Regions from separate parts of the Mus musculus genome. Here all the other regions are linked to region 4. Evidence: chromatin contacts called from public HiChIP or PLAC-seq and promoter capture Hi-C data. All regions are on one chromosome and are shown on one strand. The core of a region is the stretch at or near the end of the contact, and the rest is flanking DNA. Distances in the headings are between cores, read along the strand shown. Region 1 holds the start of Cluh (clustered mitochondria (cluA/CLU1) homolog). Region 2 holds the start of Mettl16 (methyltransferase like 16). Region 3 holds the start of Smg6 (Smg-6 homolog, nonsense mediated mRNA decay factor (C. elegans)). Region 4 holds the start of Ncbp3 (nuclear cap binding subunit 3). Region 5 holds the start of Mnt (max binding protein). Region 6 holds the start of Sgsm2 (small G protein signaling modulator 2). Region 7 holds the start of Pafah1b1 (platelet-activating factor acetylhydrolase, isoform 1b, subunit 1).

The links. Promoter capture Hi-C pulls out the DNA fragments that hold promoters and counts their contacts. HiChIP or PLAC-seq counts read pairs in DNA pulled down with a chosen protein or histone mark.
Region 1: a promoter capture Hi-C map of liver shows a contact between it and region 4, with 4 times the contacts expected there. The contact joins the promoter of Cluh here to the promoter of Ncbp3 in region 4. A contact is called at or near these places in 10 of 39 promoter capture datasets (the 3T3-L1 cell line, 3T3-L1-derived adipocytes, the C10 cell line and 3 more), 9 of 115 datasets of contacts at active chromatin or transcription factors (astrocytes, bone marrow-derived macrophages, embryonic hindbrain and 6 more) and 1 of 9 other capture datasets (adipose tissue).
Region 2: a contact with region 4 is called in a promoter capture Hi-C map of liver, with 10 times the contacts expected there. The contact joins the promoter of Mettl16 here to the promoter of Ncbp3 in region 4. A contact is called at or near these places in 8 of 39 promoter capture datasets (cranial neural crest, embryonic stem cells, frontonasal cranial neural crest and 4 more), 5 of 115 datasets of contacts at active chromatin or transcription factors (astrocytes, embryonic forebrain, embryonic stem cells and 2 more) and 1 of 9 other capture datasets (embryonic stem cells).
Region 3: a contact with region 4 is called in a FOXA1 HiChIP or PLAC-seq map of pancreatic cancer cells. The contact joins the promoter of Smg6 here to the promoter of Ncbp3 in region 4. A contact is called at or near these places in 5 of 39 promoter capture datasets (the HPC-7 cell line, cranial neural crest, embryonic stem cells and 2 more) and 3 of 115 datasets of contacts at active chromatin or transcription factors (embryonic forebrain, large pre-B cells and pancreatic cancer cells).
Region 5: a promoter capture Hi-C map of hippocampal neurons shows a contact between it and region 4, with 9 times the contacts expected there. The contact joins the promoter of Mnt here to the promoter of Ncbp3 in region 4. A contact is called at or near these places in 10 of 39 promoter capture datasets (the 3T3-L1 cell line, 3T3-L1-derived adipocytes, cranial neural crest and 6 more), 1 of 15 datasets of contacts at CTCF or cohesin (embryonic stem cells), 2 of 484 Hi-C or Micro-C datasets (B cells and embryonic stem cells), 16 of 115 datasets of contacts at active chromatin or transcription factors (astrocytes, bone marrow-derived macrophages, cardiomyocytes and 9 more) and 1 of 9 other capture datasets (liver).
Region 6: a promoter capture Hi-C map of liver shows a contact between it and region 4, with 2.9 times the contacts expected there. The contact joins the promoter of Sgsm2 here to the promoter of Ncbp3 in region 4. A contact is called at or near these places in 12 of 39 promoter capture datasets (3T3-L1-derived adipocytes, the C10 cell line, the HPC-7 cell line and 7 more), 3 of 115 datasets of contacts at active chromatin or transcription factors (astrocytes, embryonic forebrain and stem cell-derived neural progenitor cells) and 2 of 9 other capture datasets (adipose tissue and embryonic stem cells).
Region 7: a promoter capture Hi-C map of pre-B cells shows a contact between it and region 4, with 6 times the contacts expected there. The contact joins the promoter of Pafah1b1 here to the promoter of Ncbp3 in region 4. A contact is called at or near these places in 14 of 39 promoter capture datasets (the 3T3-L1 cell line, the C10 cell line, the HPC-7 cell line and 8 more), 1 of 484 Hi-C or Micro-C datasets (B cells), 7 of 115 datasets of contacts at active chromatin or transcription factors (SST interneurons, acute myeloid leukemia, astrocytes and 3 more) and 2 of 9 other capture datasets (adipose tissue and liver).

The regions. Positions count from the first base shown.
Region 1 is chr11:74,648,251-74,650,950 of GRCm38.p6, reverse strand. Cluh (clustered mitochondria (cluA/CLU1) homolog) reads right to left here and starts at 1,447. Exons shown (of 26, transcript NM_001081158.3): 1 at 1,257-1,447. The coding sequence starts at 1,356.
Region 2 is chr11:74,769,546-74,772,245 of GRCm38.p6, reverse strand. Mettl16 (methyltransferase like 16) reads right to left here and starts at 1,383. Exons shown (of 10, transcript NM_026197.3): 1 at 1,262-1,383.
Region 3 is chr11:74,924,593-74,927,292 of GRCm38.p6, reverse strand. It overlaps Smg6 (Smg-6 homolog, nonsense mediated mRNA decay factor (C. elegans)), which reads right to left and starts at 1,439. Exons shown (of 19, transcript NM_001002764.2): 1 at 1,290-1,439. The coding sequence starts at 1,377. It overlaps Srr (serine racemase), which reads left to right and starts at 1,345. Exons shown (of 9, transcript NM_013761.5): 1 at 1,345-1,674.
Region 4 is chr11:73,046,546-73,049,245 of GRCm38.p6, reverse strand. It overlaps Ncbp3 (nuclear cap binding subunit 3), which reads right to left and starts at 1,379. Exons shown (of 13, transcript NM_025818.3): 1 at 1,164-1,379. The coding sequence starts at 1,346.
Region 5 is chr11:74,829,639-74,832,338 of GRCm38.p6, reverse strand. Mnt (max binding protein) reads right to left here and starts at 1,415. Exons shown (of 6, transcript NM_010813.3): 1 at 938-1,415. The coding sequence starts at 1,010.
Region 6 is chr11:74,895,687-74,898,386 of GRCm38.p6, reverse strand. It overlaps Sgsm2 (small G protein signaling modulator 2), which reads left to right and starts at 1,318. Exons shown (of 23, transcript NM_197943.3): 1 at 1,318-1,562. The coding sequence starts at 1,506. It overlaps Tsr1 (TSR1 20S rRNA accumulation), which reads right to left and starts at 307. Exons shown (of 15, transcript NM_177325.3): 1 at 172-307; 2 at 1-10. The coding sequence starts at 268.
Region 7 is chr11:74,723,086-74,725,785 of GRCm38.p6, reverse strand. Pafah1b1 (platelet-activating factor acetylhydrolase, isoform 1b, subunit 1) reads left to right here and starts at 1,402. Exons shown (of 11, transcript NM_013625.4): 1 at 1,402-1,787.

The DNA.
Region 1 (2,700 bases), core at 198-2,697, 1.6 Mb before region 4:
TCTCTTTGATGGAGGGGAAACAGGCAGCTCTAACCTTCTCTTACCCAGCCTGCCCATGGATTCAGAGCCACGACATTTTTCAGCACTTCTTGTGCTTGGGTACAACTCAGGCCTTGTCTTGGGCAAGGTAAGTCCACTGTGATGGATAACAGTCTAGCAAGTGCTAGGCCCATTAGGGCCATCCTTACTCCCGTGTTAGCCTTAGTCTGCTCACCGGAGCTGGGAAGAATAAGGAGATGAGCTGAGGAAAAGAGAGATAAAGAGGGTCTGCACTCACTGGCATCCTGGGTAGAAAGGACCAGGCTGGCTCTGAGGAAAAGTGAGGAGGCCCTAGGAAGGGGTTTCCAGTTTCAAGGCTGGAGCCTGAGACTTGGTAAAAAACTAACAGAAAGGGCACAGGCTAAGTACAAGAGAAGTAGGCCCCACCCCTAGACAAGCCTCTGCCACTCCCAAAGCCACCACCACACAGCCCCCACGGGGGAGAGCTGGGCGCTCCACTCCACACTAATGACCTTTGCCTTAAAAAAACAGCAGCTCTAGTCTGACCCACTTTTCGCAATAAGGCAGGTTAATGATCAAGTTCAGGCACAAACACCTCCCCCTGACAAACAGCTAGGCTTTGCCCACACACAGGCAGGACCCCAAACCCCTGATCAAGTGGAGGCCAGTAACTAAAAGAATTGAGACCACAGCCTGATGACTTGGGGTTAAGCCCTTGTCTCTAAGAATGTACCAGAGACAACCCACCCCAATAACACACACACACACACACCCCAACTTGCGCTCTTCCCATAGTCCAAGTTTGGGCAGCTCCAAACTGAGCCTCACTCACAGTGCTGCAGCTCTGCCGCACAGGAACGTCTAGGACAAGAGAACCAGAAGGTGGCAGGGCCGCAAGTGTCACTGCCCCCAGCCCCAAGAGCTCCCCAAGCAGGGGCGCGGAGGGGGTGGGGCCGCCGATTCCATCGGTCTGCGGCGGCGGCGCACCCTGAAACCAAACCGCGTGTGCGCGCACGTGTCCCCGCGATCTTGCGCGAGTGTGTCCGCCGTGGATGCCCTTCCACGGTCCCCACGTGCGAAGTCCAGGCCGTAGCCGGGGGTGCCACTGAAGGTGACCTTCAGGGCGGGGGCGGCCCAGTGCACCGCCCACACTGACGCGGAGGGAAGACGGTTGTTCCCACCGAGTCCCGAGCCCTCCGGCCGGACTCGGCCCGGGCTCTAGCCCAGCTGTCCCTGCCCCCGGCCCACTCACTCACCAGCCGCGTTCGGCCGCCCCTTGCCGCCGGCCTGCGAGCCGTGCTCCCGGGCGCTGTCGGCCGGGGCGGCCGCCGGCAACTCGTCCGTCTTGATGACCATGGCGGGAGCAGGCGTCCGGCTCGCCTGTCCGCGCCGCACGCCGCGCCACTAACCCAAGTGCCCTGCGCGCCACGGCCGCTGCGGGAAGGACGGAGTCACCGGCCCACGTGGTGCGCGCTTTAGCCTTTGACCCCGCCGCCGCTCCCCTACCCCGCCCTCGCGCCCGGCCTGCCCACGGCAGACGACGAGGGACAAAACACCGAGCACTCCGTAGTCAGTTCACAGATTCAGTGACTCTTTCAAAGCCTTAAAGGCAACGCGTCCGGGCTCAAAGGGGAGAGGCCTCGGCCCCCTGGTGAGGCGGGGCTTCCGGGAGACGTTTCCTAGGTTCGCCGCCCGTTGGGCGGGCGCCGTGACCTTGGGTGGAGACTTGTCTAGGACTGCCTTCGCTCCCTATTCCCCCTCCCCCAATGACCCTCTGCTTCTTATTGAGCATCTGCCAAAAGACCGCGTCGTTCTAAAGCAGCTTTGTTATCACGACCCTCTGTATCCTCCTCACCGAGTGGGCTCTTTCCTACTGAAGGGAAGGGTCTAGAGTGTATTTGGATTATTGAGGAAGATCGCTTCTAGGCCTTTTGGCTAAGATCAAGTGTGGATTATTGAGGAAGGTGTGCAGGTTGCAAATATGCATAAAGTGTCAGAAACAGACTATGAAAACTTGGACTCAGCACCATGGGCTCCTCCCCTATCTGTGTAAAACACACACACACTCACTCACTTCCAGGCCACTATCTTGGTTTACAGTGAAGGACAATGAGGGCCAAAGTCACAGAACAAGTTCAGATTTAGACCAATAAATAGATCCTTACTATAGTTGTTATCTATTTTTCAGTTCTTTTGGTTGGGTGGGGAATAAGGAGTGAGGTCCATGATTGCTGGGGGAGGGGGGGTACTTTTCTTGTGTGTGCCCTACTGAGTATTAAATTCAGGACCTCTGGCATGGTAAAGGTGTCTACTGCTGAGAGACAACCCTAGTCTCAGGTGATATTGAAACCAGGTCTATCCAGACAGTTATGTTCAGGCAGAGAGGGGACAGGGTAAGCCTTCCATGCACAGGTGGAAAAGCCCTTTGTGAAACACTAAACACAGTCTTTACACTTGCTAGGATTTAATGGACCCTGGCAATCTGAGGCTGAGATGGGAGCGGTCTACATACACCCTTGTATACATTGCAAAGGAAAGTTAAATCTGCTTTCCTTTTAGAGATCTAGTGTGACCACAAGGGCCTGCAATCCCAGTTCTTGATAGGTAAAGGCTGGAGGACCTGAATTTGGAGACCAGCTTGGGCTACATAGTAACACACTGTCAGAATAGAATACATAGGAAGTTCAGTTTGCCCCTAGA
Region 2 (2,700 bases), core at 134-2,633, 1.7 Mb before region 4:
CTGTAGCTGTCTTCAGACACAGCAGAAGAGGGCATAAGACCCCATTACAGATGGTCATGAGCCACCATGTGGGTGCTGGGAATTGAACTCAGGACCTCAGGAAGAAGAGTCAGTGCTCTTAACCACTGAGCCATCTCTCCAGCCTCCCGCCCACCTTCTGTCTTTGAAATTTACTCACTTGGCATTCCCCACACATTTGCTTTAATTAAAAAAAAAACCTTCCCTACCAGTAAACTTCATGAGGGAACATATTTGTTCCCTGCTGTACCCCAATACTCAAAATAGGGCCTGTAAGGGGAGGCACTCAACTGTTGGTTGACTGGGAAGAATATGAAGTCACCAGGAGATCTAGCTCCGAGTGACAGAGCATGTGTCTAGCACGTGCAAGGCCTGGGCTCAGTCATCAACACCAAAGAAAATAAAGGAAATAACTATGAAATACTTTCCATCTGTGTGAGACACACACAGCATTCTCTTTCTGAATGGGCAGCCCAGTTGAGTCTCAACAATAACAAAAAAAGGCTCATCGGAGCGAGTCCAAAACCCAAAAGACCTCTAGGCCAGCCTTCTTTCCTCTTTAAAACTTCATGTTTCCTGGGTTTCTCTTGGCCTTTATCTCTTCACACATCATTTCTTCTAAAACTGAAGCTTATAGGATACTCTAAATTTGGCTTTTATGATGTCAAACTATGGAGGCAATAGAGACAGACCAGCGTTCAAGAGCACCAGCTGGTCTTCCAAAGGACCAGGGCTCGATTCCCAGCACCCGTATGGCTGCTCACCTAGTGCCATGACACAACCCTCTTCTGGCCTCTGCCTGCACTGTGCACGTGCTGCACAGACGTCCAGGCTGGCAAAACACCTACACCTACAAACTGTTTTGTGGGTTTGTTTTTTTTAAGTTTTTAGGAGGAACAGAAAACTCAACAGATGTCTCCCACCTAGACCCCAACACTTCCGTTTTCTCTTCACGCCCCCACCTCACAAACTTGACTTCTCCTCCGCCACTTCCCCGGCTCATCCACACCTTCTTCCCCTGGGTTTCAGCGCTCTCTAAGCATTGGCCTAGGCGAGGGACGAGGCCATCTCTCCTCCAGCTCCTCCCACCTACCGCCGGCCTTCGCGCACACCCGCCCGGGTCCCCGGCTTCTGACCCAGCGGTAAGCCCCCAAGGATCCGAGAACCGGAGGAGAAAAGCAGGTGAGCCGCTTCTTAGGCGATCCTTGTGCGCAACCGGATAAGAGATTTTTGAACCACGCACCTCGCAGGCCAATGGAGCAGGCGGACGGAGTGCGGACAGGCCCGCAATCACCAAGCCCACACCACTCACACAGCCAAGCTCCTGGAAACGCAGATGCTACGCTCCAAGCGCGCCGCCATCTTGCGCAGCCAATCCGCGCCGTGACTGGACAGACTACTCTCGCGAGACTTTTGACTTAGCCTAAAGAAAGAAGGAACTATCGCGATACTTGGAGACGGCGGTGAGTTTTCACCCAGGTTTGGGGGTGTGGTCGGCCGGGAGTCTTCTTAGGTTAGCGGATGGAGAAGACCTCACTAGTCCGCTGGCATGCAGCTATGTGATGGAGCCCGGCCAGGAACTTGGAACTACCCTCCTCCCCTGGCCTTTCTGGGTGCTGGGATTACAGGGATGGGCTACCCCACCAAGTTGTAAACGTTTGTTTTCCTTTGTTTTGAATGTAGCTTTCTTCAGCTCTCCCCAGCCTTACTAAATAGTACTAAATCTAGTCTTGGACAGGAAATAGGAAGGCTAGATGGGTTTGATGGCAATTAACACTTAAGTGCACAGCAAATCTGTGTGATGACACAGTAGTTACAGATAAACCTGTGAGATGGGTAAATAACTGGTACTTAGAAACTGTTTTGGGTGGGATAGGGGACGGGGAAATGGCTACCCTAACAAAAGACCCAGGTTCGAGTCCCAGCCCCAATATGGTGACTCGAAACCAGCTGTAACTCTAGTCCCTAAGTGCCCTCTGGAAGGCACACGTGCACGTGGTGCACAAACATGGAGGCAAACAGCCATACACATAAAGGTAAACCTCTTTTTAAATTCTATTTTTTTTTTTTAAAGAAACTGATTTGGCTAAAAAAAGCATTGAATCTGGACTCACGAAGCAAAAGGATAAAATCCTGGCGTGCGTTTGTTTGTTTGTTTGTTTGCTCGAGACAGGGTTTCTCTGTGTAGCCCTGGCTGTCCTGGCACTCACTTTGTAGACCAGGCTGGCCTTGAACTCAGAAATCTGAACTCAGAAATGCCTCTGCCTCCCCACCAATAGGCATTTCGTTGTCAGTTTTGTACGATGTTCTGTTCCAGATTGGCCAAAGGGTGTTTTCAGATTGTCTGTGTCAGTCACCTGGAATTCCTGGAACAGTAGGACTGATCAAGAAATACTTTTATAGAGCAATGCTAGGCCTCAAAGGACGGGAATGCCTCCTCTGTACTCACTGAGGGCAATTACCTGCATAGACGAAGCTATGTGCTGCAGAAGGAACAGTTGTCTTCAGGGAGCCCAGTTGCTTCCCTCCACCTTGCAGACCAAGCAGAACAGGACCAAGACCACACTGACCTTGGCTACTTTATTAGCTATGCTAATACCCCCCCAATTGCCCTACCCCCAATTTTTCCTTCATTTAACCCTAAGTATGGTGTTATAGGCCTGTAAATCCAAGCATTTGGGA
Region 3 (2,700 bases), core at 190-2,689, 1.9 Mb before region 4:
AAACAGTTCATAAGTGACAGGAACTAGTGAGAATATTATCCAGTACTCAAGTTATATAAAATCCTAGTACAGAATTATAATGTATATACAAATGCAAACAAGCTGGTAGCCAAGTATTTATACACCTGCATCTATACCCACTTTTGTTTGGGGGATGGGGTGGGGGCGAAACTAAAATTTTAGGTTTCTGACTTGAAAGTTGGGTATGGTGGCATATGCATATAATTCCAGCACTCTGAAGGCTTCAGTCAGGAAAAGTATCCAAACTCAAGGCCAGGTTGGGTTACACAGTAAATTCAAGGCCAGTATTGGCTACAAGGTGAGACTTTGTCTCAAAAGAAAAACAAACACAAAATAAAAGATACTGCTGCCTTGGCAAAAGTTTAGCTTCTCCACCAAATGTGAACCAAGATAAAGCCGTTTAACCTCAGCACCCTGAGTAAACTTTTAAACTTAGTTTTGGGGCGGAGCCAGGAGAGGTGGTGACTACTATTTTCCAGAGGAGAGAGAGAAAACAGCCTGGTTAATCCAATTCAGTTGGCCAATAAAAACCAACCTCACAAATTCTAGCCACAATCCTAGAGAAGGTATCTTCTGTAACTGTCATCCTAAGCAACACTGGCTAATGAAGGAGACCAGACACCAAAATATTTCTCGCGCTTTTCTGATGCGAATGGAGACTGGCAAATTAAGCATTCTCTCTGATCACAACTGCTCCCACACACGCCAAGACCAAAACAAAACCGAGTCAGCTCTCTGAGGTCCTGGATCCCTCCAGTGGCCTAGCACTAGAAACCAGCCTTGGGGGGTGGGGGGGGGGGGTAAGTTCAGCAAAGGAAGTCCTAGCCTGTTAAGCCTTTCTCCTCAATTTCCCCAGCTCCTCCTCTCCGACGCGGAACGGAGGACTACGGAAAGGTACACATACACAGACTATTCTTTTGGGAACAATACGTCTCGGGGCCTCTACCGGACCCTAGCACCCAAGCCAGTTCGTGTCTCCTCCGGACTGGAACTCAGGCGCTGGCGTGAGAGGGTTAGGGCACCGGAGAACAACCACGGCGCCGCGCCGAGCAAGAGGGCGGAGGCTGAAACTCGCGCTTGGGCTCTGCCCCGAGGGCCCGAGGGAGCGGAGCGACAGCCTCGCTGTCTCCCAGGGGCCGCCGCAGGCCCGGGCGCACTGTTGGGGAAGGGGCGGGGGTTCGGAGCGCCGCGGACGGGGCGGGGAGGAGGCAGAGGAGAGGGAGGCGGGGCGGGCAGGCCCGGCCCAGCAGCTGGGCGGCGCAACTCACCTCTGCTCCCGGCCTGCGGAGCCAGAGTGGCCAGGATCCCTCGCAGTTCCGATGCGGAGATCCGCACACGCTCCAACCCCTCCGCCATCTTCGCGGCGGCTGCTACAGCTGCGGCGACTCGGCCACCGCCGCGCGCAGCCAGGAAACCACGACGGACGGGCGGCGCGCGCTCACCCACTCCCACCCTTTTCCCCGCCCCCCTCCTGCCTGCCCTCCCCAAACGACGGTGGCCGCACTGGGAGCAAAAGCATTCAGCACGTTCAACTAGGGCCTTGCCGGAGCGGGCGAATCGGCCGCGGAGACGGCGTGTGCGCGTGCGCAGAGGTGTAAAGCTAGGACGGTCCGCCGAGGCTCGGAGGTGGAGGCGCAGCGCTCTGGAGGCGAGGTGAGGCGCAGCCAGGTGTGACTCGCCCATGTCAGGTGGGCATTCGGGTCTAGGGATGCCAGTATTGCTGCGGTGACCACCGAGGACACTGCTTTTGATCTGGGGCTCGGATTGACGGAGACATCCTACAACCCGGCCTCCTCCGATCATTTTAGGCCGAAGTCTCCTTACCGTAGGCCTGGATTGTGGAGTTTAAATATCTTTTATTATTATCCCCATTACTGGTAAACGGAATCTCAGAGAGTGGAAGAAGTAAATTGCTCCGTGTATCGTTTGATTGTACCAGAGTACTAAAGTCTATGACAGTTCATCCCTAAGACTTGCTGGAGGTCGTTGTGTGGAGGTAAAAAAAGAAGGAAATTATTCGATCTGGGAATTACTGTTAGCATTGAGAATTTTTTAAAATTACTTTTTTAGTACTCAAGTCAATTCTCCCATCTTTACATCTTTAAATTTTTACTGATGCTGGTAAAAATAGCTCATTCTTATATTCACGGTACTTCAAAGGCTGTGGTGGGAGCATTGCAAGTTCAAGCCTGGGCAACATAGCACATTTGAGGCTAATCAAGGCAACATATTAGAAGACCTTGTCCCCCAAAAAGGAAGCAAAAAGTTAATTAGACTAGAAGATGGGTACTTTAAGCTCATTGACCATTAACTCCTATTAGAAACGGTGGGGTGGAGAAACTTCCTATCCAAAGACTGCCTTTCTCCAGTCTTTCCTTCTTCCCTGTCTCACACAGTCATTGACCCTTTAGACCTCAAAAAGTAATAACCAGTTATGCCTTGATCATAGTATAAAATATTTGATAGTACTCATACAGTTCCTGTTATGTGACAGATATTTCACCATCAAAAGAGAAAAATGCCGGGCGCACGCCTTTAATCCCGCACTGGGGGAGGAGGGGCCGGCAGAGGCAGGCGGATTTCTGAGTTCGAGGCCATCCTGGTCTACAAAGTGAGTTCCAGGACAGCCAGGGCTATACAGAAAAACCCTGTCTCGAAAAACCAAAAAAGAGAGAGAGA
Region 4 (2,700 bases), core at 130-2,629:
TTCCAACTGACATGGTCGGCCCCTTTTTGTCATTTGGGGTTCAAGTTGAATCTAACTATCTCAAGGGACTTTCCTGTGCATCCCAACACACACCAACTGCTTCACATCCCTCCTGGCCACTGTGCTTTTTATCCTATTAACAGGGTGTGTGTGTGTGTGTGTGTGTGTGTGTGTGTGTGTGTGTGTGTTTGTTTTTGTAGCACTTAATACAAAAGGGAACTATTTACTTGTCTCCCCTACTAGGGCAACACCAAGAGGGAGTTCGCTCTTAAGCACCTAGGATTACACCAGCACACAGAGAGGTGTGTGATATAAACATGTTAAACTGACTGAATGGATAACACCTGACCTATACACTATCCACTATAACCTATAGATGTTGTCACCAAAGGTATTGTCATTTGTCATCACTACCTTAGCCTTCACTCATAACTTCAAATGTAAAACCAAGCTGCTATCATGTAATTAAAGGAGGGGGCGCAGGGAGTTCACGTTGTATGTGAAAACCGAGCTATCCAGGCCTCAGACCAGCTTTAAGAAGGGGCATGTGACTACCAAACCACAGGCAAAACACTCCTCAGACCCACTGTGGTTAAAGAAAGATCAAATGTCACTGTGTGTCAGAAGCTGGGACCACCGAGAGTAGACGCAGTGAAGGTGCGGGGACGTGAGGACCCTCATCCACAATACCAACACACGAGTGTCTGCTGTTTGACAGGTCTAGCCCTCCCAAGCGAAGAGAGCTGGTTTAAGTGACACCAACTCGGCCGGGGAAGGAGGACCCACCAGGAGACCTGGATGCCGGCGGCACCTAACACTTTCTTTGAGGGCTGATTCAGGTTCTGTTCCCGCCCGCGGCTCCTTTTTATCTCCAACCAAACACAGCTGATTCCGTTCGGGGCCACCGAGGGGCAGCGAGAGGGGTGTCCCCAACTCTCTCCGAGATCCCCCGCCTCTCCAGCGCTCTCTGCACCCATTTCCGGGCGCCCCGGCGTCCTTTCTCTCTGGCGCTCTCCGGGTCATGCGCGGCCCCCGCCTTTCGGCGCTCGCGCCCCTTTCCCGCGTTCCCGGACTTGCGCCAGTGCCGCCGTCCGCCACCTTCCCTGACTCTCCAGGGACACCCGCCCGGCGACCTCCTCAGCCCCCGCCCCTCTCGCCCGTACCGGGAGCAGTTCCTTTAGGGAGCGCCGCACCGGCACGATTTCCAGCTCGCCTTCTTCCACTTCCATGGGCTCCGGCTCGCCACGCTCCAAACCGGACTCCACCTCGGGCGACGGAAGCCCCAAAGCCGGCCCAGCGGGGGCCTCCGCCTTCACAGACACTCGCAGGCCGCGGACGGCCGCCATAGCTGCCAGCCGGCCGCACCACCGAAAGCCCGCCCCTCACTCCCGCCGCCTAGAGCGCCGTCGCCGATGACCACAGAGGAGCACCGCTATCACCTAGAGCGTCGTCTGTTTCTACCAGAAAGCTGTCCTTATCTCTGGCGCCCCCTTGGTGACCTAGGAACCTGGGGCCGGCTTGGGGCGGGACTTCGCGGGGTAGGGGGCGGGACGAAGCAGTGATGGAGGTGGAGCGTCGTCTGAGGTTCCAAAATACCTGCACTTTGAGGACTATACTTCTAAGAACTGCTGAGCGGTTACCGCGATCTATCATCTAGGCAATCTGAGCGTTTACAAAGTTATTTCCGTAGTAAGCTTTGGCTCTGTCAAGTCTTCCAGTAATTGAGCCATATTATGTGGTCAAAATTTTAAACTAGGGCCCAGTGTAGGGGTTACATGCCTATAATCCCAGCAGTCAGGAGTCAGAGGCAGGCACATCTCTAAGTTCCAGGCCATCCAGGGATCCAAGGTAAAACCCTGCCTACATTTAAACTGGAAAGGGATGGTACACGATTGTATTCCCAGCACTTGGGAGATAGAGGCAGGAGGACTAGGGGCTGAAGGTTATCCCCCAATTACACCAAGGGGCAATTGCTAGTTTGAGGCCAGCCTAAACTACAGAAGATCCTATCTTAAAAGGGGAAGAGGGGTGCTTCAAGATCACAGTGACCTACCCAAAGGGCAGAACCAGAGCTTAGACCCATTTTGTCACTTCTGGGAGCTCTACTCATCAGAGACTCACAAGCAAGATTTCCTGCAAATGTTCCTAGTAAGAGTCTGGCTGGGAAAGAGGAAAGGCTTGTTCAGACTTGAAGAAGGGACTTCTTGTCTGTCATGAGTCCTGATTTTGTGTCTCCTCCTGTGTCATATTTAGTTAGCCCTTTCTAGACCTATCTCCCAATCTGAACCAGGAATAGGTAAGACCATATATCTGAGCCCCTAAAAATCTTTTCAGAGAAAGGCAAATCATTCTAAAACAGAAAAAAAAATCACAAGACTCAGATACACTAGGTCACTTTGGGCATGGCACGGAACCTCAGTTCCTTCATCAGAACATAGAACAGTGACACACCTCCACAGAAGAATATAAGGACCGAATGAGCTAGTTATGTGCGGCTGTAAGATCCAAAAGAGGTGATACTGTACATCCAAGCTTTTCTTGAAATGGGTCTGTACCATGGGACAAACAAGATGGAATTCCTTAGAATGGTACCATCAATTGATTGCAATGCAAAGTACAAAATTGGGTTAAAACAATGGATTGTATTTTCTTTTCTCCTGTTCCCCTTCCTTTCTTTCCTTCCGTTTTTCTTTTGCTGTA
Region 5 (2,700 bases), core at 166-2,665, 1.8 Mb before region 4:
CGCACAGTCCCCAGCGGGAGTGTCCCCCGTGCACGTGGTCGGGGGCGGGGCCTGACTACGTCAGCAGTCCGGGTAACCAACGGGCTTGGGACGCAGGCACACGCAACATTCCAGCCAAGAGCGGGTTTGAAACGCGCAGACACGCCACATTCCACACCGGCTAAAGCAGGGCAAGGCAGGGGGGCCTAGGGCTGCCCCCAGCGACCCGCGGGACACTCACATGCACCCAATCAGCGCAGCTCTCAGCCAAAGCTAGACGTGCGACCCAGCCCAGCTCTGGGAGGCGGGGTCAGGCGGGGCTGGCCAGGATCATAAGACACGCGATGTCATTTCATTCTGCAAAGGCCGCCTCCGCCCCAAGCAGCGCGTAGATCTGCCGGGAGCGCTCCCCGCACCCTCCAGCCCAGGCCAGGGAATCCGAAGAGCAGCTCGGCGTAGAGTATTCCCCACCCCCACTCAGTTACGCACACGCCCACTCGTGTGCTGTACAAACACACCCGTGTACAGGTCCGTTCATCCGCTCTTCCCCGGTTCCCATCACACATCATCTTGGTGCTCACACGCAAGCACACGCGGGTCTGCCACCCCCACACATCAACATCCCTCTCCCCATCCCCCGGTTCACACATCCTCAATGGTAGCGAGGGCGCCGCCCGCCCACAACTAAGGGGCCCCCCACTGAAGGTGTACGGGGGTGCCAGTCAGCTAGGGTGGTACCCGCAGAAACTGGGTCCTTCTTTGCATGTTAATGAATTCATTAATTATTTTCAACGTTCGCATCACTCCTCCCGGACGGCAGCTCTTGCGGGGAGTTTGTGCCCGGCTTTTTAGGTCGCGCCATAGAGGGGCCTCCCTGCGATTTCCAGTGGGTTCAGGGATCGGGGTCACTGGCCTCCCCTTCTGCCCAGTGCCCCAGGGGCCCAGCCGGGCCGCTCACCACGTGCTCTCTGTTGTTGCTGCGCTTGCCATTCCAGGAAGCGGGCCGCCTCCAGTAGCGTCTCTATGCTCATCGCGGCGAGAGCAGCCGGGGGCGCGCCGGGGCCGAGGCTGCGGCCCGCGAGCCAAGCACAGGTCAGGCTGGCGGGCCGGCAGGAGGGAGGGATCACCTCCGGGGGGCGACAGGGCTGGGCGGCGCAGCGCACTCCTCAGAAAAGAACGGGGGAGCACGGGGAGAAAAATCAATGTCTCCCAAAATATTTGCAAAATAAAAATTTGCAAATTAAAAAAATTTTGATGCAAAAAATAAAAAAGGCGGCACTGCCTTCTTCCTTCCTTCTTCCTCTTCCTCCCTTCCGATGCCTCCCGCCCCGCGGCCCCCGGAGTCCCGCCGACAAGAAAGGGCTTTGCAACAAGATGGCGAGGAGGCACCGACACACACAACAAGGGAAGGAGCCGCGCTGCCCCCGGCCGCCGCCCCCGCTACTACACCGGGGCCGCAGCCAAAGCCCGGACCGGAGCCCCCGCCCGCAGGGCCGCGGCGTCTCACTGAGGGCGGGGCCGCGCCAGGGATGGCCCCGCCCACCGCGCGCGCACACGTGGCTTGGGTGGGGGTGAGAAGATGGAACCAGGCTTCCTCGCTGTTTCCGCTTTCCCTACTTGCCCCTCCTCTCCGTGGCCAGCCACAAGTTAAACGGGGTTTGCGTGCTTAGGGCATTCACGGCGGGATCTGCCTTGCTGAGAGAATGGGAAGCCCAAGGCTTCGGTTAGCTGAGACAGCGGTGACACAGGTCAGGGAGACCTATAGTCTGACCCCTAGGTCTCTTCGCCCCACGTAGACACGACCTAAATCCCGCAGCCGTCCGGTCTGTCGCAATTCCCCCCGGGATCCGCCCCTGGGCGGAGCTGACAGCAGGCTGCTAGAGTCCTGACAGAGGGACGGGAGAGCTGATCCCGTTCCGGATTTTGTCTCTGTTCCTCCCCCCGCAGTGCGTTCGCATCCTATTAGGCTACATCACCAGGCCGCCCGCCAATGGGCGGGCAGGACAACACGGCATGGAGCAGCTCCACATGGACACCCCGCGCCGCCAGCCTTCGGTTTAAAGGGACAGTGTCTACAGGGTCGTATTAGCGGGTGCGGATAGGGCCACCGGGTGACGGAAGGGTGAGACACCTACAGGGGAATTCCGCAGTCCATCCCCTGCTTTACATTACCCTCCCATTCAAAACCAGGGCTTACTTCCCTTCTCCTAAATTCTTTGTCCACCGGTTTCTGATATGGGTGGGGACTAAAAGTGTGCCACTCTAGAGGGCACCTCGTTGTTGGGCCCCGGCACCAGTAATCAAAAGGAGAAGCGTCCAAAGCCCAGGCCGAGGAGGCGTGGCCTAAATCAGGAACAACAACGTGGAGGGCGGAAGCCGCGCGCTACCCTAGCGGCCCGCTGGGCGCGGGGCGGGGTCGCTCACTGTGTTGGGTTGGAACCGCGCACTCTCCTAAGCTCGCCAGTCAGTCTTTATCTTGGCTGCAGGGCTTAGGACTGTCCCTAGGTACAGTCAGAAAGATCTTTGAAGTCAGCTTGCCCAAATCATTGCACTTTGCAGGTAAGAAAACTGAGGCCCAAGTGAAGGGACTACTCCAACTGCTCCTTGTTCATTGAGCAACTCGTAGTCTAGTCAGACCTCTCTCAACCGCCAGCTGCCTCTTACCACCTCGGGTCCTCGCAAAAGTGAAGAACTATCAAACTGCAGTTCAGGAAGGGGGCT
Region 6 (2,700 bases), core at 69-2,568, 1.8 Mb before region 4:
CCTACCCGGCCTGGAAGGCAGATCGGAAGTGGCTGCTCTTCTCCTCTCAGTCAAATCAACCAACAAGAACCTTCCTGCGCCGCTTAAGAGCCTTGGGCAAGGGTCCCAAGTCTAGTCTCGGTGTGGGCACGGGTACCGGCTAAGCAGCCCCTCTCCCTCCTGTCTACTCACCTTTGCTGTCCCGTTGTGCGGACCCACCGCCGTGATGCCGCCCGCCTTTATGAGCTTTATTCTGCTGCTTCAGCGGCCCGGAGCGGTGAGCCGCCATTCTGCAGTCCACGTGTGCACCAAGTGAACTCTACTTCCGGGCGGACCCGAGCGTTTCCGGCCCTGGGGACGGACTTCAGGCTTAGCACTTCCGCGACCTCTCGCGAGGTTTTTTGCCGCCAGCCTGCAAGCGCAGCGCCCTGAGTGTCCGCAGAGACGTCGTGGTGCCTTTTCCCACGCTGCAGTCCTCTGCTGAGAGATGGAGGATGCCGGCAGGAGTCTCCCGGCTCCGGCTCTGGATTAGGAGGTCAATTTTGCGCCCATCTTTCCATTTTTGCACGCTTCAGTTGCATCACGTGGGAAGAAATAAAAGTCTTTTCACGTAGACTATTGCACGCCGCTCTCTGCGGTCCCAGTGAACTGTACAAAGGGGTGACATTTGTACCTGAGTGGCCTTTCCTTTCCTCTATTACTCTAATTTCCAACGCGAAGCACTTAGAAGGGGCTCGTGTCACCGGCTCTGGAATGTCTCTTATTCCAACTCGCGCCCCCCTCTTCCCACAAATCTGCAAGATGAACCAAAGCGGATGTCGGCGACCCGGAGGAGGGCGAAGACTTCCCCTTGCGCTCGGGCACCTGTTCTTAGGAGCTCACAGTCGGGTCCTTGCTTTCCTCCTGCAAGCTTTGCGACTGAGCTGCAAGTAATATATGAACACTCCACAGGATCCGGAGGAGTGACAGGACCAGGTTCGAACCACAGTGACGCAGAGCCGAGACCCTGGCTCCGTATAGCTCCTCTCCCAGGGGCCAGAAGTCGGGAGCGGTCACGGTGGTTGAGGTTTGCCCAGACACAAGCACATTCCCAAAGTCCGCCCGCTGCGCGGCGCAGGCCGGAGCGGCTGACTTCCCAGCGCTCACAATGCGGGTTCGCGCCCTCGGGGCGGGAGCCGGCCAGTCGCCATGACAACCGTCCCTGCGGCGCGCGCCCGGCCCCGACGCCCCCAGGCGTCCGCACCCGCCCTTGACCCCCCCCCCCACCTCCCCAGTTGCGGCGCACACACCCCCTCCCTGCCGGCAGTGGGAAGGGGCCGGGCCTGCTGCCTGACGTCTGCGGGGCTCGGAAGATGGCTGCGGAGCTGAGCACCGGGCAGTGGCTGCGGCGGCTGCAGGCGGGGAGCGCAGCGGGCGGGGACTCCGCCTCGCGTGTGGGGCGCTGAGTCGGGAGGCGCGGAGGCGGTGAGGGCGCACCGGGGGCTCGGGGGGCCACTCGGTGCCACCTGCCCGCCACCTGCCGCACCATGGGCAGCGCAGAGGACGCGGTCAAAGAAAAGCTGCTGTGGAACGTGAAGAAGGAGGTACGGTCCGGGGCAAGGTCTCAAGGGGCTCGCACCCCTCCCGCGCTGGCTCGGGAGCAGAGAGGTGGAGGCACCCACGCGCGCGGCTGCCAGCCCACCGTGCCAGGCGGGGGCGGGGTCCTGGGCGGGCCGCGCCCCACGCCCCTCTCTGCATGTCCCGGGCAGCGCCCTCGGCCAGGGTCAGGCTTGCGCCCTGGGGCTTGTTTGCTCCACGGTGCTCCCGTTCCCCGCCCAGTGACGGCAGCAGCGCGGGGAGACCGCGATCGGGGGAGGGGTGGCGGCGATTGCTGGAGAACCCGAGTTGCCCATTCATTGCGGGTACTGCCCGGGGAGGGGGCGGGGTCCCCACGGGCCTCCTGGAGGCTGCGAGCCACAGTTCCAGGGGCTTCGCCCTCGGGTGTCCAACACACCGCCCTCTTGTGTTCCCCTGGCAAGTGAGTCGTGGCTAGCAGAGGGTTCGCTGCACACCTCACCGTTTCTCCCTCCACGCCCACCTCCTTACCCAGGAACTCGGGTATTTTTAAGAATGGTTTTTAAGACTCAGATTATTTTTGCCCTTTTGAGGGAAATCCTTCAGAAACAAGAGTTTCTCTCCACTAATTCCCTTTACCTTGACGCTGCTTAGAAGCTCATTTCAATTTCGGGGGTTGGGAGGGGGGGGCTGCTCATACGAATGACTCACCAGCTTGTGAAAGAGCCTGCAGTGTAGATGAGATGAGTGAGGCCTCCCTCCTCAGCCTGCCTCTCTAGCTGGGTCTACCAGGTGTGAACTATGGAAGGCAAAAACAAAACAAAACAAAACAAAAAACCTGTCTGCTTGTTCACTGTTTTGTTTCCAGAGCCTGGCACACTGGTAGGCACTCTAATAAATATAGCTGCTGATCCTGGAAACTGAGGTTTGGTGAGATAGTCTTGAGTTGTCCAGACTTACTTGAGCTTTACTTGTGAACTTGAGTAAAGTTACTTAAACTCAAGTCTTGGTTTCCTAGTTTCTTTTTAAAATAGGATAATACTGTTTCTCTCACATACATAAATGTATCATATTTTTTCATGCACCCTTGGAGTTTGACGGTGGTTTGAGAAGACTCTGGACTCTCTGCATTAACCCTGACCTGGCTCGTGTGCCCTAACTGTTCCC
Region 7 (2,700 bases), core at 153-2,652, 1.7 Mb before region 4:
GGTTTGCTCCATTATTATTTATTCTTGGAGACAGGGTTTCTCTATGTAGTTGTCTGTCCTGGAATTCACTGGGTAGAGAAGGCTCTTGAACTTGGAAAGATCCACCTGTCTCTGCCTCCAAAGTGCTGATATTAAAACACCATGTCCAGCTTTAAATCATTATTTTAAGATAGGGTCTTACTATATACACCATGCTGGCTTCAAACTCGTGGCAAGTCTCCTGCCTCCGTCTCCTCAGTGTTAGCATTACAGATGTGAGTCACCCTAGCTTGTTTATTACTATCATCATTGTTTTTTGTTTTTTATAAAAAGGATGCTCCTGAGGCTTGCAGAGAACTTCTGGGCTCTTGCTGGTCTCCTGCCTCCTGAGTAGCTTGGGCTACGTGCCATGTGCCACTTTGTTTGGCTACTGGGTTTATTTTATACTGATACTGAGGCCAAAAAGAGATATGATAATTTAGTCAAGGTCACATTCCCAGTGGTGACACCAGGATTCATACTGGAGACATTAACTCTGCAGCTTCCCAAGTGATTTTTACAGTATTTACCTTCATCGAGGGACGCAATAGAATCAGTTAAGCCTCAGTGCTGGAAAACACAAGTGGATAATGAAGTAATCTCATTCAATACTTAAATATCCTATATTGAATAATTCAGAGCCCCAAACCTTCCCTTTCAAAAATCAAGTGTCTCTTTGTGGAATAAATTGACATCAAATCCCCCCAGATTTGTCATCAATATACAATTCATAATATAATAAAACACAGACATGTCTTGTAGAGAATAAAGTTCCAGGTCTTTCTGTGGATTTCAGTTTCCAGAATCTCTGATGAATACATGTGACTAAGGAAAAGAATAGCTGAATCACATCTACAGGCGATTCCTTCCGATTAAAAATCTGTACCAGAAAGGAACACAAGGCAATCCATCTGCCTTTTAACCTCAACAGCTCTTCTGCCCAAGCCCACCAATTTACTTTGGTCCTTTTGGGTGGGTGGGTAGGTGGGGGATGGGGAATAATCCCACAGGCTAAGGCAGAAAGGAAGCATCCTGGCTTGGCTCCTGCTCTAGCCAGCAGGGGCCGAAATGCCAGTGCACCGGGTACCCGCGGTCCGCCGGGACAGCGCAGTGACCGCTGAGGCAGAGCAAGAGTCGTGATGGACGCCAGCCGTCAGGCAGTTTAGAGCAAAAGGGAAGCTTCCCAAGGGATCAGGGGGCAGAAGCGAGAAAAGCCGCGGACGGGACGCAAGCTCGCCGGTCGGCTCGGGTACAGCCGCCAGCTCACCCTGCGGAAGGGCGCGCGGCCCAGGCCCAGGCCCAGGCCCAGGCCCGGCCCGCGCATGCGCCGCGGGCCCTCCGCTCCCCTCCCTCTTCCTGGCGGGTCTGGGGCGGCGGCGGCGCGGTGACGTCAGGGCGTTGGGGCAGCTCCTGTGACAGACGGAGCTGGAGCGGCGGGGCGGCGGCGGAGTCCGGCGGCCGAGATAGCGAGTGAGGGAGCGAAGGAGCAGCGAGCCGAGAGTCCAGGGAGCGAGGAGGACCCGGAGGGGAGCGCTCAGGCGCGAGCGAGAGGACGAGCGAACGCTGGGCTAGGGCTCGAGCCCCGGAACGGCCGAGGAGCCCGCCCGCGGCCCTCCCCTCCCCCTCCCCGGGACCGGGCCCAGCGCGCCATCCTCCCCCTCCCTCCCTCCCTCCCTCCTTCCTCCCTTCCCTCTCCCTCCCCCTCCCCCGCTGGTGGATGGGAGTGAAGGACGGAAGAGGCCCTGCGGAGGCGGTGGTGCAGCGCTCCGGTAAGGCGGCGACGCTCTGCGCCCTCCCCTCTGTCTCTTCCATCGCGCTCGGGTGGCTGCGGGCCGGGCCGGCGGCCTGACGATGTGGCTGCGCCGGTCCCCTCCCTCCCATTCTCCCCTCCCCCTGCCGCCGCTGCCTCCTCCTTCTTCTTCTCCTCTCCTCGCTCTCAAAATGGCGGCCGCGACGGCCGTTGAGTGAGAGGCACCGAGGAGGGGGCCCTGGCCTGGGAGGGCGCTGCCCTGGCTCCGGTTCCTCCGACCCTGGCAGTGGGCTACTCAGGCTGCTGAGGGTTCAAGCCGTGGCCTCTCGGGCGGCATCGCCCTCCTGCCGCCGTGACTTAGCAAGAAAAGTATTCTTGGGTGGGAAGGGCGTGGATAGCAGGTCGCTCTCTGATCTTGGGGAAAGGGCTCAGCCCTCCTGGGCCGCGGAAGCGAACCCGCAGTCCCCACCCCTCCTTGGCTGGCGACTCGCCGCCGGGGCTCCAGCAGCTACCAGGCCTTCCAGGCGTCGGGTTCTCCGCTTGTCCTTAGGTTGAGGGTGGACCCGGGGAGGATGGCCCGCCGCTCAGGCCCTCGGCCCCCCGGTGCGGTGGTGGTCCAGCCTCTGCATTCAGTAAAGATCTGCAGCATCCACCCACCGAATCGGGCAGGATTTTCCTTTTTGCTACTGACTCCTCGCACGGGAGTTGTCTTTTGACGTTGCTAACACTGAGCTCCCAGGTTCTCGATCATTCCCTTCATCCCATCTCTCCACTCCATTAGGAAACGCTGTGACTATTTACCCTCTCTAGCCTCCCAGGTGAGAAAATGTTTTTTTGAGACGGTGGGCTGATTTCGTCTCCCAAGAGGAAAGAATTTCAGTCTTGAGATAGGAGAAAGCAAGGTGCCTGGCTTTATTTGTTATCCTGCCTGC